2 separate regions of the Rattus norvegicus genome follow, and region 1 is linked to region 2. The links are chromatin contacts, called in public Hi-C maps. All regions are on one chromosome and are shown on one strand. Each heading gives the region's core, a stretch centred on a gene start, on an enhancer-like site or on the middle of the called end of the contact. The rest is flanking DNA. Distances are from core to core; before and after follow the strand shown.

Region 1 (6,953 bases), core at 2,834-5,333, 630 kb before region 2:
GGATGTAAGATGATCCGAGAAAATTAAATCACAGTAATGAGTTGCTATATGCCCAGCCCTTGGCTTTGTAGCGACATGGAAATCTGTTGCTGAACAAATTAGTGAGTTAGATTGAAGACACATATTGCCCCAAAAGTATTAGAAGGTGATAGAATTAACATAGGGAGAAAATATCTCAGAATCATGTAAAAAGATACCAAAAGAGAAAAAAATTAAAGATGAAACTTCCCAACTTCAACAACTGATGCAGTAGATGAATAAAATGAACTTTAAAACAAGAGACAGAAGAAAAATATAAACCTACAGAGATAACAGGTCCATATTCAAAAGTTCAAATTTCAAATAACATCAAATGTCATTACATAGAGAGACACGAGCATCATAAATTATTGAAGAAAACAGGGTTAGCTCTAAATTTAAGTTCCTATCTTAACAACAGCTTAATTAGATGACATAATAAGAACATTAAAAATCCTAGACACCAAGAAAATGCTGTTCAGATACTTTTTTATAAATTATTTTAGACAGAGTACAAGGATATGCCTTGGTTCACAAGGTGCTTGCTGCCTGAGAACAAGAATCTATATTTAAATCCCAAGCACCTTCAAGAAAATGTAGGTGAGGTGGCAACCCCTTGTATCTTTAATGTCAGGGTAGAGATGGATGAGACAGAAATAGCCCAGTGGTCTCTATCTAGTCTGGCTAATTCAGCGATTCCAGATTCGAAGAGAGACCCTTTCTCCAAAAATTAACCTGGAGCACCATAGACGGCAATATGCGATATTGACTTCTTACCGTGTACACACACACACACACACACACACACACACACACACACACACACACATTAATGTGCACATGCATATAAGAAATACTTTTAGGATGACTGGCTACGAGAATTAAAAAACGCATAACTGACACTGACTTTGCGATTTTATGAAGTCTTACTCTTTCCACTTCAAAATATTTTGCCTATAATTAACATAAATATATATTTTGATGGCTTATGAATTCTTTATAAAACTGAAGCAGAAGCCCTGGAATGTTTTAAAAATTTTGATGAAGCCCTTGTATGCACATTGTAGGTACATGGCATAAAGGAGGAGAACATAGTATTAGTCATAGCATATCAGTATAAAGAAAGAATGTTCAGAATACACATTTTCAAGTCATATTTCTCTGTCCTCAATGTTTTATTTATTCACAATCAAACCTTTTTTGAAAAACAGTCTCTTCTCACTCCTCGTTGGCATCACCCCTTTCCCACTTAGAGCCTTCTCGCCCTTTCTCACATTTTTTTTCCTGCTCTGTCCCTTCTTTGTATCTTTCCATTATCGGTGAGCATCATCGTGTTAACACAGTCATTGAAAGATCGTACTCCCTTACTCTGTCTTCTCCCATGGTTTTCAGTACGCTGAAATAAATGTGTTCTATGATCACAGGACTCTTCTGAGTCCTCACCAGAACTAACGCACTAATTCTGTAAGCATTAGTTAAGGCTTTAAAACATGAGCAAAGTTTAAAGAGAACAGTAAAAAAAGAAAGTTCCAAACTATCCAGTAGGTGGCAGTCAACTGTGGAGTCTATCTGCTTCCACACTATTCAATCCCTGAGGGACAAATATGTGCTCCTCTAAGAACCATTTTCTTCTGCCTATTTACTATTAGACTCATATCCTTAGTTTGAAACATGGATGCTCAGGCACTGTGGGACTGACGATAGCTATGTACCTAATTTGTAGACAACATATGTAAATAATGGCGCTTGGGGGAATGAAGGAGAAATTCTTTACCAGATTCAGAGACATTTCTCCTGATTCTCCTTTTTTCACCACACTCTCCTTCCCACTTGAAAAGACGCAAGAACAAAAGCAGATGTTTGCCAGGCTTCTCAAATGTGTGTGTGATGGGGGCACAGATGTTGGTGGGAATGTATGCCTTAAGGAGAACATTAACAGAGGCTTGATCCTCCTCACTAACATTGGATATCCTACCTCTAGACTAGTCTTGGTTAAGGAATAGTTGCTGCTGCTGCTGTTGTTATTCCTATCACTTTGAGGAGGTGATTACCAATGGCCAAACTAATGCTAATTGCAAAATGTTTCAGTAGACATGTTGTGTTTTTTTTTAAGTTAAATGTAATACTTAAGAATTAATTCTATTCATTTCTACATGTGAGTTAAATAAAGAAATAGAAAACAGAAATGTCACTTTTCTGATACATTTCAGAGGCCTGGAATGGATAAATAAAGATGCAAATGTTTTGACATTCCACGTCTTAGGTAAACTATGCCATAAATTCATGGGTGCGTAAGATATAAGGAAAAGAAAATGAATGCATCATGTTCCCAGGACCTGTGATGAATATAAAGGTAATTACTACAAAATACATGTAAAGGGCATAGCATGTATTGAGTGCTGTCAAACATCACTGAAAAACTGATTGATTTGGCAATATTAGCTCCATCATAAAAATGTAGTAATTTTACTTCTGTTGGATAGTTAGGAAATGGAAGCTCAGAGAGATAAAAAAATCAAAGTAGAATCAAAACAATGTGAGCCTTGGAAACAAGTCTCATTCTCCATGAGTTAACCTGAAGACTCATCGTGATATTTTTGGACATAGTACCCATAGGTCTGTTTGATTAGTATTGGTTTTGCATTAATTTTTTATATTCTTTACGGCAGAAGACTAATCGGGTGCCCCTATAACTCTATGGACATCCCTCAAATTTAGTAGCCTCTGGGTGAATTATTGCTTGAACTATATCCCAATTTGTATCTTTAATTAGGATATAGCCTCTTTACATTCAACACTCTTAAGTCTTTCATTTCCAACATTAAAAGTTAAAGTAAATCTGTTCCTTGTAACAAGAAACTTACATAAGTACCCTGTCACTATTGTATGTATGTGTGTGTATGTATGATGTATATGTATATGATGTATATTTGTATGTTTATGTGTATATGTATTCAATTAAAACAGGCAACTTGGTTGCAAAAATGTAATGGAAATGTTTCCTTGTGATAACATTGTCATGTTTCTCTGATATGTGCTGCTTTGTGAAATATTATAGCAGTGTGGTAGAATCTGCATTGAGTTATTTTGGTTTGTAAAATTATGTGGCTCTGGATTCATTTCTCTCCTGAATCCATTTTTGTTCTGCTTCATAGAGAGTCCCCTTCATGTAATCCAGCCAATGCCTCGAGGTTTGTAGATTTTTTTTTGCCCAGTGTTGCTCATTTCCTCAGCTTTCTAACTACTTCCGTGCATGCAAACATAGAGGCACACAGTTAGAGTTTTGGAGATGCCAGTAAATGACACAGTCCCTTTCTGGTAAATAAGAAGCCGCATACCACTCATACTACCCTCACTGCTTTTGTCCATACAGTTTTCTATGTGGAAGCAGAGACAAGCAGTCTTTGTCAAAAAGTCAATTGCTTTCCAGCAGTTGTCTTGGCTCCATGCCTGCCTTTCAGCAGATGTATGAACATTTTCCCAAACCTAAATTCAAATCAGAATCTGTAACCTGGCAAAAAGAACCAACAAATCCCAGACCCAAATTCCTGAAATTGAAGAAGGAAAGACTCATTCAGTTGAATTCTATCAAGGTATGATTCCTTGTGAAAAGATCTAGCCCTTCCCAAGGTTCACCTGATCCAAACCAGGTACCAACGTCACTAACAAGTGTCAGAAGCTGAATAAAACACCCGCAGACATAAAATGGGAAGGCCTCTCACAACATGCACAGAAACCTCTAACAAACTCCTCATGGCTTCCATTTGTCATAACATGAGCATGATGAATGAATGTGAGGTGTTTTCTTCTGCTAGACTAAAATAAACCCCAAATATGAACATTAAAGACAATAGAAGCAGTGTCCACATGGCAAGAATTCTATGTACTTGGTTGTTTAAAAGTTGGGATTCTCCTTAGATTCAAAGAGGAAAGGATGTTTTGTCTCATTTAGTGTTGCCTGTTTTCAATTTGAACTAGGAAAATACATTGGCAAGCCAAGAGTTGAACATCACATACACCCAATGAGATGCCTTTTGAAAGTTTTACTAGACAGAGCAACACTTGTTCTGTAACAGCAGCATGGCTCTTAACAGGAGCTCTTTCCTGCTTCCATTATTCAGACGCATTACTCACCACAGTTGTGCGTTTCTTGCCAACATCAGAAAGATCAAAGCCTTGAAGTACAGATGAAGTGATTCTAAGCCACTGCAAGTGATTGCAGGTAACCTCTTCCAAAATCAAGAACAAAGGAGAGAACTCCTTACTAAGCATTTATAACACAGAAATCCATTTCTCTCTCTCTCTCTCTCTCTCTCTCTCTCTCTCTCTCTCTCTCTCTCTCTCTCTCTCAACATGCACAGAAACCTCTAACAAACTCCTCTCTCTGTCTGTCTCCCCTCTCCCCTACCTCTCCCCTTCCCCTCTCCCCCCTTTCTTCTCTTCCCCCTCTCTCTTCCCCTCCCCCTTTCTCTCTCCCTGCCCCTCTCTCTCTGTGTACTGTAGTACTTATTATGTAAAGTGCATGTAGTAGTTAGAGGTCAACCGAACTGTCTCTCTTAATTTTTCAGTGAAAGCCCCTCATTGGCTTGTTATCCGGTGAGTAGGCTAGACTTGTTGGCCAGCAAGTTTCAAAGATCACCCTGTCTTCCTATCTCTACCACTACAATACTGAAGTTAAAAGTACATGCCATAGCACCTCACATTTTTAAGGTGGGTCCTGGAGATTCTACTCATGTCTTCATATTTAAGTGTTATCGACTGTAACTACTCAGTTATTCCCCCAGTACATGTCAGCTTATTTCTAAACTATTTATATGCGTAAGTATTTTGCCTAAGTTTTAGTGTTATACATATAGTCTTCTTGTGCCACTGTTTTATTTGTATGTATAGGCATTTTGTTTGAATATATAACAGTGCACCACATGCATTTCTCATTCCCACAGAAACTTAATGAAGGTATAAAATCGCCTCAGACTGGAATTGGAGATGGTATGATTTAGCAAGTGGAGACTAGAAATTGAACTCTTAGTGCTCCTCAAGAACAACAAAACACCTTCTCATGAAGCATTGTTTTGAAAATATCCAGATACAGAGAAATACAGTTCTCTAAAACATAGATAACTTATTGAGTTCACATAAGCATTGAACTGTGCTAGGTTTCACATCCAGACAGTCCTCCTCTCTCAACACAGTCCCTTTGCTGCTACACTCTGATGCTTTCAATAGAATGGTAAGAAACAATATTAAAACATGTTTGAGACGTTTCCTTGGTGCTTTGGAGAAGCATATTCCTTAAAAGCAAATCATTCCAAGGTGTTCCTAAAACTACAGTAGAATCTGAGCTTCCTGGGTACTGTGAACCATATAATATGTGACCAATAAGACCAGCCCAAATACATATAAGCAGTATGATTTAATTTATATGAAATTGTGGGTGAGCAATGGTTCAAACAAGATGGAAAAAATTGAAAGTTGCTCTACAAGGTGAAATTAGAGAAAATTTTGAGCAACAGACACTGTTGGTTGCTTCATTCTTTGTTCTCCATAGAATCCACCTGATTGATTTTTCAGTCTTCTCCACCATGCACAGTACCAGAAGAAGATGTTGACCTTGCACTATGATAGGCCCAAATAAACCCAGAGGGAAAAATCATAACCCATGTTTTCACTTTTACTGTTTCACTGGACATGAAATATTTAGCATAGATATTTCTCGCAGCCACTTAAACCATGCAGCAGAAAGCAGCTGTAAAACCTGATCCATATTAGCACAAAAAGCAGAATTAGAAATTAGTGTACAGCTCTTTCTTCTTAACCTCAGGTTCGCTCTAGAAATTCCTCCTCTTTGAACTTATTAGAGCTAATACTGCATCATAAGTTGCAGCCCCGAGAATAAGAATCCTGCTGCCGGCTGCCAATGCTGTGCTCAGTTCTCTGTTTGAGATTCTTTTTCTGATTTCTCACAAAAATATTTTAACCACGTTGTTTTGAAGTTTCATACAGCCCTTCACAGGATTTCCGTGAGTTCAAGGGCTTCTTCATACCCCAAGGCTTTAGAGTATGGCCTTTCTCAACCATGTCTAGACAGGAGTGGCAGGAAGTTAATGTCCTAAGATCAAATCCAGCATCTCCTGTACATTTTCCTGTCCATGTAGACTGCATCTCCGTATTTCCAGGTGTGCTGGCCAAAATCTGTAGAATCAACTTTTGATTCTTTTTTATGAGTATTTACAAACTTCAGTCAGGAAATCCTGTCAGTTCTGACATCAAAATATTTCCACGATTATATTTACATAGAGTATTTTTTCATATCATTGAGAACTGAATTATGAATCATGGGAGGATAGCAAGTTATAATATTGTTTTTGCAAACTACTTGTGAATGAGTTGAGGAAAATGTTAACTGTGTGCTTACATTTATATCCATACTCAGAGAGATATTTATGTACATAGTCAAACAGTAATTGTTGTTGAATCAAAGTAAAGGGTATGAATATGGTTAGTTGTTTTCTGCTATTCTGATATTCAATACCTTTAAAATATCAGGAGTTCGGGAAGATACCAATTCTAACACATGTACTTTATTTTTCAGAATACAGCCACTCCTTAAGATGGCTGAATTAAGGCACACAGACCTACCTGCTTTGAATAGTGCTTCGTAGTTACTAACTTCTGTGGCCTGAGTGCTCATGAAGGCCTCAGAACTTTGCTCCGAATTCTGATTCTGCTTGTGTACTTCTATAATCAACCCTTGGTAGCATGGCAGTACTCTTCAAAACTCCATCTCTCTGTATCCACACTTCAAAGCTTTCCTTTGACTTCTGGATTCACTTAGACAGAAAGCCAAAATTCTTAGCATTGTTAATTGTGTCTTAGGATCAATCCAGGTCACCTCTGATGTACTTGTCTGTAGGTTCCTCATTTTCTGTTATTTT
Region 2 (6,834 bases), core at 738-3,237:
CTTTGATGTCTGATAACACATAAAACAGTAAAGGGATGCATCCTTAAAGTCTTCAGCCAGACTTCTTAGCAAGATTAATTCATGATGAGCCTTTTATAGAACCAGCCTTGTCAATCCTGGTAAAACAAGGCCTTCGTGTCCTCTTTTCTTGGCCTCCCCAGGTTTTCCTTAGCTGGTCACCCCCACTCCTTTGGGCTTCCTGTGTTCTTTTATTCTTTTAACTCTATTTATAGAACAGATGGTATCAAACACCATTTAAAAATATATTTCAAACCTTAGTGCATCTGTTAGATAATAAATGACACATTCAAAAAAGATCTGTTAAAATTAGCTCTTATTTAAGGAGATATATCAGAGTAGATGTCAGGAATGTAGGAAGGATATTATTATTATTATTATTATTATTATTATTATTATCTTTTACTTCTTTTTTTTGCATATGCTTTTACTATTTCTAATTTCTGTGCCTAGCTCACTCTTGGAACTTTCTCTGCCATTTACATTCCCAAGTGTCTTGTCCTTCTTCCTCTCATCCTGCTGACTGCAAACTAACAATAACTTTCTCTGGGGTCACTTGAATGTATTCACATATTCTAATTAGAAATAAAAGTCTTGTATGGAGCATTGGTAGCACAGCACAATCCTGTGCTCGTACATAGAGAGTGCTAGGAAGTAGGCATTGTCTGTGGGTCCATTAGAATTGTTATGCATCTAAACAAAAAAAATTGTACGTAGAGTAAAAAATATTAACAAGATAATATTCATATCTTTTCTGAAATATCTGTGACATTTAAATGAACTTGTGTAACTTTCAGAGTTAGACAGGGTTTTAACAATTTTTCACATAAGAAATTAACAGTTTATCAATAAATGTCATTGTTGATGGGCTTAACCTGACCATGAAATTCTATATTATTGCTAATACAGAGTACTTGGGCAAAAATTAAAAAAAAAAACGATTTCTAACATGTAGAAATATTTTGTAATGTAATTATTTTTTGGGTGAATTTCCTTAATTTTGTTATCTAGCTCACAGAGGCTATATATCTGGTACATATGTATGTTTATTTAGGTTTGTAGATGAAGTGGGAAAGGTTTTGACGAATAGTGAACATAACATCAACCATCAATACTAAATTATTCAAAATGATAAACAAACATGAAAATGGATATGAAATAAATTTTATCGTGATGTCTTTTAAAATTAGGCTACAATTACCTTAAAAGTTGATTGGTGGAGTTATTGCCTCCCTTCTCACTGTAAATGTTAAATGTTTAAGACTCTTGTTCTAGGAAGTGAAACTTTCTTCTGGATTTCAGAAAAGAGAAACAAAGCCATTCACATGGTCTCATGATAAACCAAATGAATGGTAATGGATTGCCAAGGTACAATTGCCTAATGTAATGGTTTGCATTGGTCAATGCATTTGTCCTTAGTAATGGATGAAGGTAATAAGTACCAAAGCACACGATCGTGCCGATGTTCTTGAGATAATATAATTGTTGGGAAATTAAAGCGACCACTTAGAGAGAATGTTTCCTGAAGGGAGTGTCAAGAGTTATTCAACTCCTCCATGAGAACTTGTAAAGGAAGGAAGGAAGGAAGGAAGGAAGGAAGGAAGGAAGGAAGGAAGGAAGGGAGGGAAGGAGGAAGAGAGGGAGGGAGGGAGGGAGGGAGGGAGGGAGGGAGGGAGGGAGGGAGGGGAAGACACTGGTAAATTCACAAACTTCGGATGAACATGTCGAACATAGTCATAACTTATTAGTGAAAACGTAAAGGGCTAATTCAGTGTGAAAAGGAAACTGTAGTAATTATAAAGATGAATATAATCATTGTAATATTTGAGGAAATAAAACACACATGCTCGTTTATCACATGAGCATGTCCGACCATTGCAGAATTTCGCCATCAGTGAACAGGGGTGCGGAATGGACACCAAATTAAAAAGAAAATTAGCAACTGCTATGGTATATACAAAGAAGACAGCTTATGTGCTTTATTTTCTCCAGGGGATATGAAAGTCATCTAGAAGTAACTCCTCTGTTTGAACCAGGCCTTTGTAAGAGGCTCGGCACTATATATTGTCCTTGTGCTCCCTGGGAGGGGTGCGATGTGAGGGCTGGGGTAGCCACGGCTCTTTATTCCTTCCAAACCAGCTACTGTGCTACTAATTAGAATTGGATATTGGTGGTCCTGGAAATGTGGGAGACCATCAATGTTACTTTGTGTTAAATTTTAATCACACAAGTTAGGACATTCAGAATTATGGTTTCCATGGCAACCACAACACTGAGCCCTGTGTGAAGGCATTACAGTGAGGGTCTTTGATTAAGAGAAAGTAAACCAGAAGTGAAACCAAACGCTCCATATGTGGAGCTAAAGTTACCAAAGGGGGCAGGAGAGGGAGGAAAGCAAAAGAAAAAGTACAGTTCCCTTTCCCTTAATTATATTTGCTTAATGGCAGGTCACGTGTTCGTGCCACACACTGAACAGTCTGTTAGAATTCTCATGGGCATGCTCTGTTTTCATTGGATTTTAATGATTATTTTTCCAGCCTCTTCTGATTTCTTAACATTTATCCTATTTATATACTCATTCTTGCTCTAAAGTAACCAATGATGCTGATGTTTGGGACCTTCTGACTGGTCCAGTGGAAGGAGGAAAGGTTTTTGTTTTACCTACAGAGAAGTTTTCCTTTGAAATGTGGTGGAGAATTATTACAATACGGGGTACTTCGCCTGTGATCGTTCAATGGAATCGTGGTGTTCTGATAGCTCTTTGTAGTTCTATTTCATTAAATGTCTGTAGTCCTCAACATGAAAAAAAAAGTTCTGATTCAAAACAGAAAGTAAGTCATTCAAAACATATTAAGTGTTAAACGTTGGACAACATGTTAAATTAGATCAATGGAGTCACTAGTCACAGATCACCAAATATGTTTGCAGAATGAAATCATTTTTGAAGCCTACGTTTTGTCAAGAATGGAGACCGTCACTACAGTATTGTGTTCTATCTTGTCTGACTTAAGCTACAAATGAAAATAATGGTGCACTAGCGATGTTAGAGCAAGGTCTGTATTCTGGAAAATAGTCTCCCTAAGTGGACGTTTCCATGCACTGGAGGAACACTTTATTAAGCCACTATTGTGGTTTAATTCTTCCTGAGATTGCCGTCATCTCAGTTTATCTTTCAGGGAACATATGGTCTAGTGACATTTTGCTGAAGATAAGGAAAAGGACAGGCTTCTCTCCACTTTAGTCATGAAATTCTTGCAAATGCTAACCAGTCTAATAATTCTTATGCTAAACTCCAACATTACATGAAATATGTTCATATTAGGCAATGCAAATTCAGTATTCTTCTATGAATATTTAGGCGTGGATGAGTGCTTTTGTCTTATACTTTAAAGGTGCTTTACAGACCATTAATCTGTTGAAAGGGTCAGAAAGCTGTTTATTAAGGAGCCTGATAGGAGCCCCTTTCTGCTTTGCAGGAAGCAAGGACTCCCCTAACTGTTTCACTTCCACAGCACAAGCTCAGCCCCACAGTCAGGGAGAATAAGGAGGGCATAGGCCTGCTCCAATGAAAGCTCAATTTTGAGGGCATATAATCTTTACACAACAACATATATATATATGTATATATATATATATGTATATATATACATACATACATACACACACATACATACAAACACACACACACACATACATGTGTGTAGGCAAATTCTCTGACTCATTCTGATATTCACCAAATGTGCAAGCACATCCTTACATCACAAGATCCAGGAAGAATCATAATTTAATTTTGGTTATACTGATTTTCTTTTTTGGTTACTGTTTACATTTTTGGAGGCTTTGGTTTTGTTTTACACATAACTTTTAAAATTACTTGCCTGTCAAGATTTGTTCTGTATATATTTTGCTTTTCTTCCAAAATTATCCCACATGCCTTCCATGAGTATATCCTCCTTTTGTGATCCATTCTCTTTAAAAGCAACTGGGATGCCTCTACATGGACTCAATACTCACTACCCTCCCCCCCCCACAGTTGACTTCAAATCAAGACAATAGATAAACAAGGAAGTATTTGTGCTCTGTGGTTTACTCAGATAGATACAATGGACTTCTTTACTCAGACTTTAAGTTTCTGACATGAACAACTGAGAGGAAGGAAACCATTCATGGCTTCTGCTCACATTCATTGGTTCTGTTTGCTGAGGCAGAACTCGATGCTGCCCCTGTGTGTGGCGAAGGCTACTTGTCTCATTAGACACAGGAAGAAAAGTAACAGAAAGGAATCCAGGTTCAGGTATAGCCTTCTATTCAGGCCCCTGGCAAGCTACTTCCTCCACATAGGCCCATCCAAAAATTTGTAATGCTATCTCTCTCCAGCTCCTTCTTCAGTCTTAAGAGTTCAGTCATGTCCCATTCAGGACGTAAGCAGTTCCAACCAGTCCAGGATAGTGACATCTCTAGGTATCTCAAGGTAGCATGATTCTACTGTGAAAATATGGGAAAATACACTGAGTTCATGTACTAGTCTGTGCAGGGATCGAGTGACAAGATAAGAGAAAATGCCTGAGCTGCTTCTGACATTGTCTTTCCTTAAACCCATTAGTTAAAGACATCGCCTCTCTTCACTGAAGCAGAATGAATAAAGGTTGGCAAGATACTTATCCCAATTCTTCTTTTATTCAAACATGAACTCAGAGGGGAGGGATCCCTGTCTAACATTTTCTTTTCGTTTATTCCTTCAACCACTTCTTAGAAGACTTAGTCATCTATCATGCTACACTACTTTGGCCATACCAAAATACCATCTTGGTGGCTAAGTAATCTAAAATTGTTTTCTGCTTGGATGGTAGGCATCCCAACGTACAGCTGACTTAATTCTTGGTGAGAAACTTGATGTGAATGCAGCTGCCGCCTCCGTCCTCATATGGCCTTTATTCCTTTAGTGTGCGGACATTTTTAGAAAGCCGCTTTGTCCTTTTCATATAGAAACGCCCATCCTATGCAGCTCCGTCCTTTGTCAAGATATACAGTATACGTTTATTCTCCCCCAATTTTCCAACATGAGTTTTCAAAATGCTAGTGATCTTTAAGTGAAAGTGTGCAGTTTACCTTTGGTTGTGTGCCTCAAAGACCTGAGGATGACTTCGGGCTTCTGGAAACACTCAGTGTAGGCTCTGGCTGCCAGGACAACCAAATGTGTGACTGAGAGGTGCTTGGTCTGACTTCTCAGTCTCCAAAGATGGAGATTTGGAAATTGACTTGATCACCAATTCCCAGTTACTTAATCAACGATTTCAGTACAGTAAAGTTTCCATTAAAATCCAAAGGACAGAGTGCAAAGGACTTCTCATTTGGTTAACATAGGCTGACGCTGAGAGAGTGGCCACGGCAGATAACATTTGGTGTTTCTGTCATTTTTGCTTCATAGATCTGTATGCGTTCGTGCCCAAGGGCCTACATTCAGAAATGTGCATATTTATGCGAGTGTGTGTGTGTGTGCGCGCGTGCGTGCGTGTGTGTGTGTGTGTGTGTGTGTATTTGATTTGTATGCCTTTATCATTCAACTCAACTAACTAATGGGTGCTGTAGTAAATGTTTTTATGAGATTTGTTCAAGCTCATTAACCTAAGGAGAGTGATAAAGGAAACTTCTGACATATATGTGTTCTATCAGAAGCATAAATGACATCTCAGACCTCTGCTTGGTATCTGTAGTTTGCTTGGGGGAGGGGTGATCCTGCATGATAGGCTCCTTAACCTGAGAAATGTGTTCTAAGGTTAGAAACTGGGTCATATTTTCACTCAATGGTAGCATGGCCAATTGTTATCTGGGAAATTTGTAGAATTGACTGAGTTAGTGTAAACCTTCTTCTGGTGATTAGACATATCCAAAGTGAATATGGAGAGAAGAATTTTGTTTATAAGAACAGTAGCATCATTGAACTTTAACCTTTCCCCCAGATACTCTGCCTATACATTCAGGCCCAGTGGGGATTGGAATTTCAACACAGAAATTTTTAGGGTATTCAATTTACTCCACAAAAGCTTCTCTGTGCAAACTTTACTCTTTATCTGGACGTATAATAGTTAACGGTTCCTGGTGTTAGGATATTTACAATCCATTCATGCTATAGACATGACTCAATTTACAGCACTAATTAATGTGTAATTGTAAGCCCAAATAATGTTTCCAAGGAAAGAAACACTCCTTCTGAGACCACTATTATATTAAGAAGTATATATTTGTGTGCCATAAAATAAGAAAAGCCTAACTCTTCTATACAGGCTGAGAGTCCTACTTGGACACTCATAAGGTTTGTTCTAGAAAATGTAAAAAGCTTGTGGGATAAAAAAGAACATTTCCCTTTAGAAAGCATCCGGGAAAGGGAATAACACTCGAAATGTATATAAGAAATACTCAAGTTAATAAAAAAAAAAAAAAGAAAAAAAAAAAAAAAAAAGAAAGCATTTTTCTGTAATTCCTCAGTGCTAATTACTTGAGGAAGAGCAGCTTGCTTTTTTCCCTCAGTGTAACTTAAATTGGGTCTGCAGAAATCTAGAGTAAGTCCATGGTCCCTAAACCTTACTCTGTTAATAGTAAAGTAATTTACTGAGGAAAAGTATAGAGTCACATCAGTTTACATTTTGTCATATTTTAATGTTCACTGTTGCAGAAGATGCCCCTCTTAAGTACTGCTGCTGAGAAGTGGGGAGTCTTTAACATGTGAATGGTTTATCAGCGCTCTGTTAAAGCCAGAGCCTCTATCCTATGGTAATTGAGTATAATCGATACCGTGTCACTTTTTGTCCTTTTCAA

What was found. A called contact is a pair of places that touch in the nucleus more often than the background predicts.
Region 1: a Hi-C map of Schwann cells shows a contact between it and region 2, with 3 times the contacts expected there. The contact joins two enhancer-like sites.

The regions. Positions count from the first base shown.
Region 1 is chr14:27,894,536-27,901,488 of GRCr8, reverse strand. No RefSeq gene overlaps it. Among named protein-coding and RNA genes, the nearest start is that of Adgrl3, 440 kb to the right of the region's middle. Within about 2 kb of position 4,083, at least 4 of the 93 cell types and tissues checked have an H3K27ac peak or open chromatin away from gene starts, as enhancers often do. A contact at or near this core is called in Schwann cells, where this site is marked.
Region 2 is chr14:27,261,789-27,268,622 of GRCr8, reverse strand. The region is part of intron 3 of Adgrl3 (adhesion G protein-coupled receptor L3); the gene reads left to right. Among named protein-coding and RNA genes, the nearest start is that of Adgrl3, 190 kb to the left of the region's middle. Within about 2 kb of position 1,987, at least 5 of the 93 cell types and tissues checked have an H3K27ac peak or open chromatin away from gene starts, as enhancers often do. A contact at or near this core is called in Schwann cells, where this site is marked.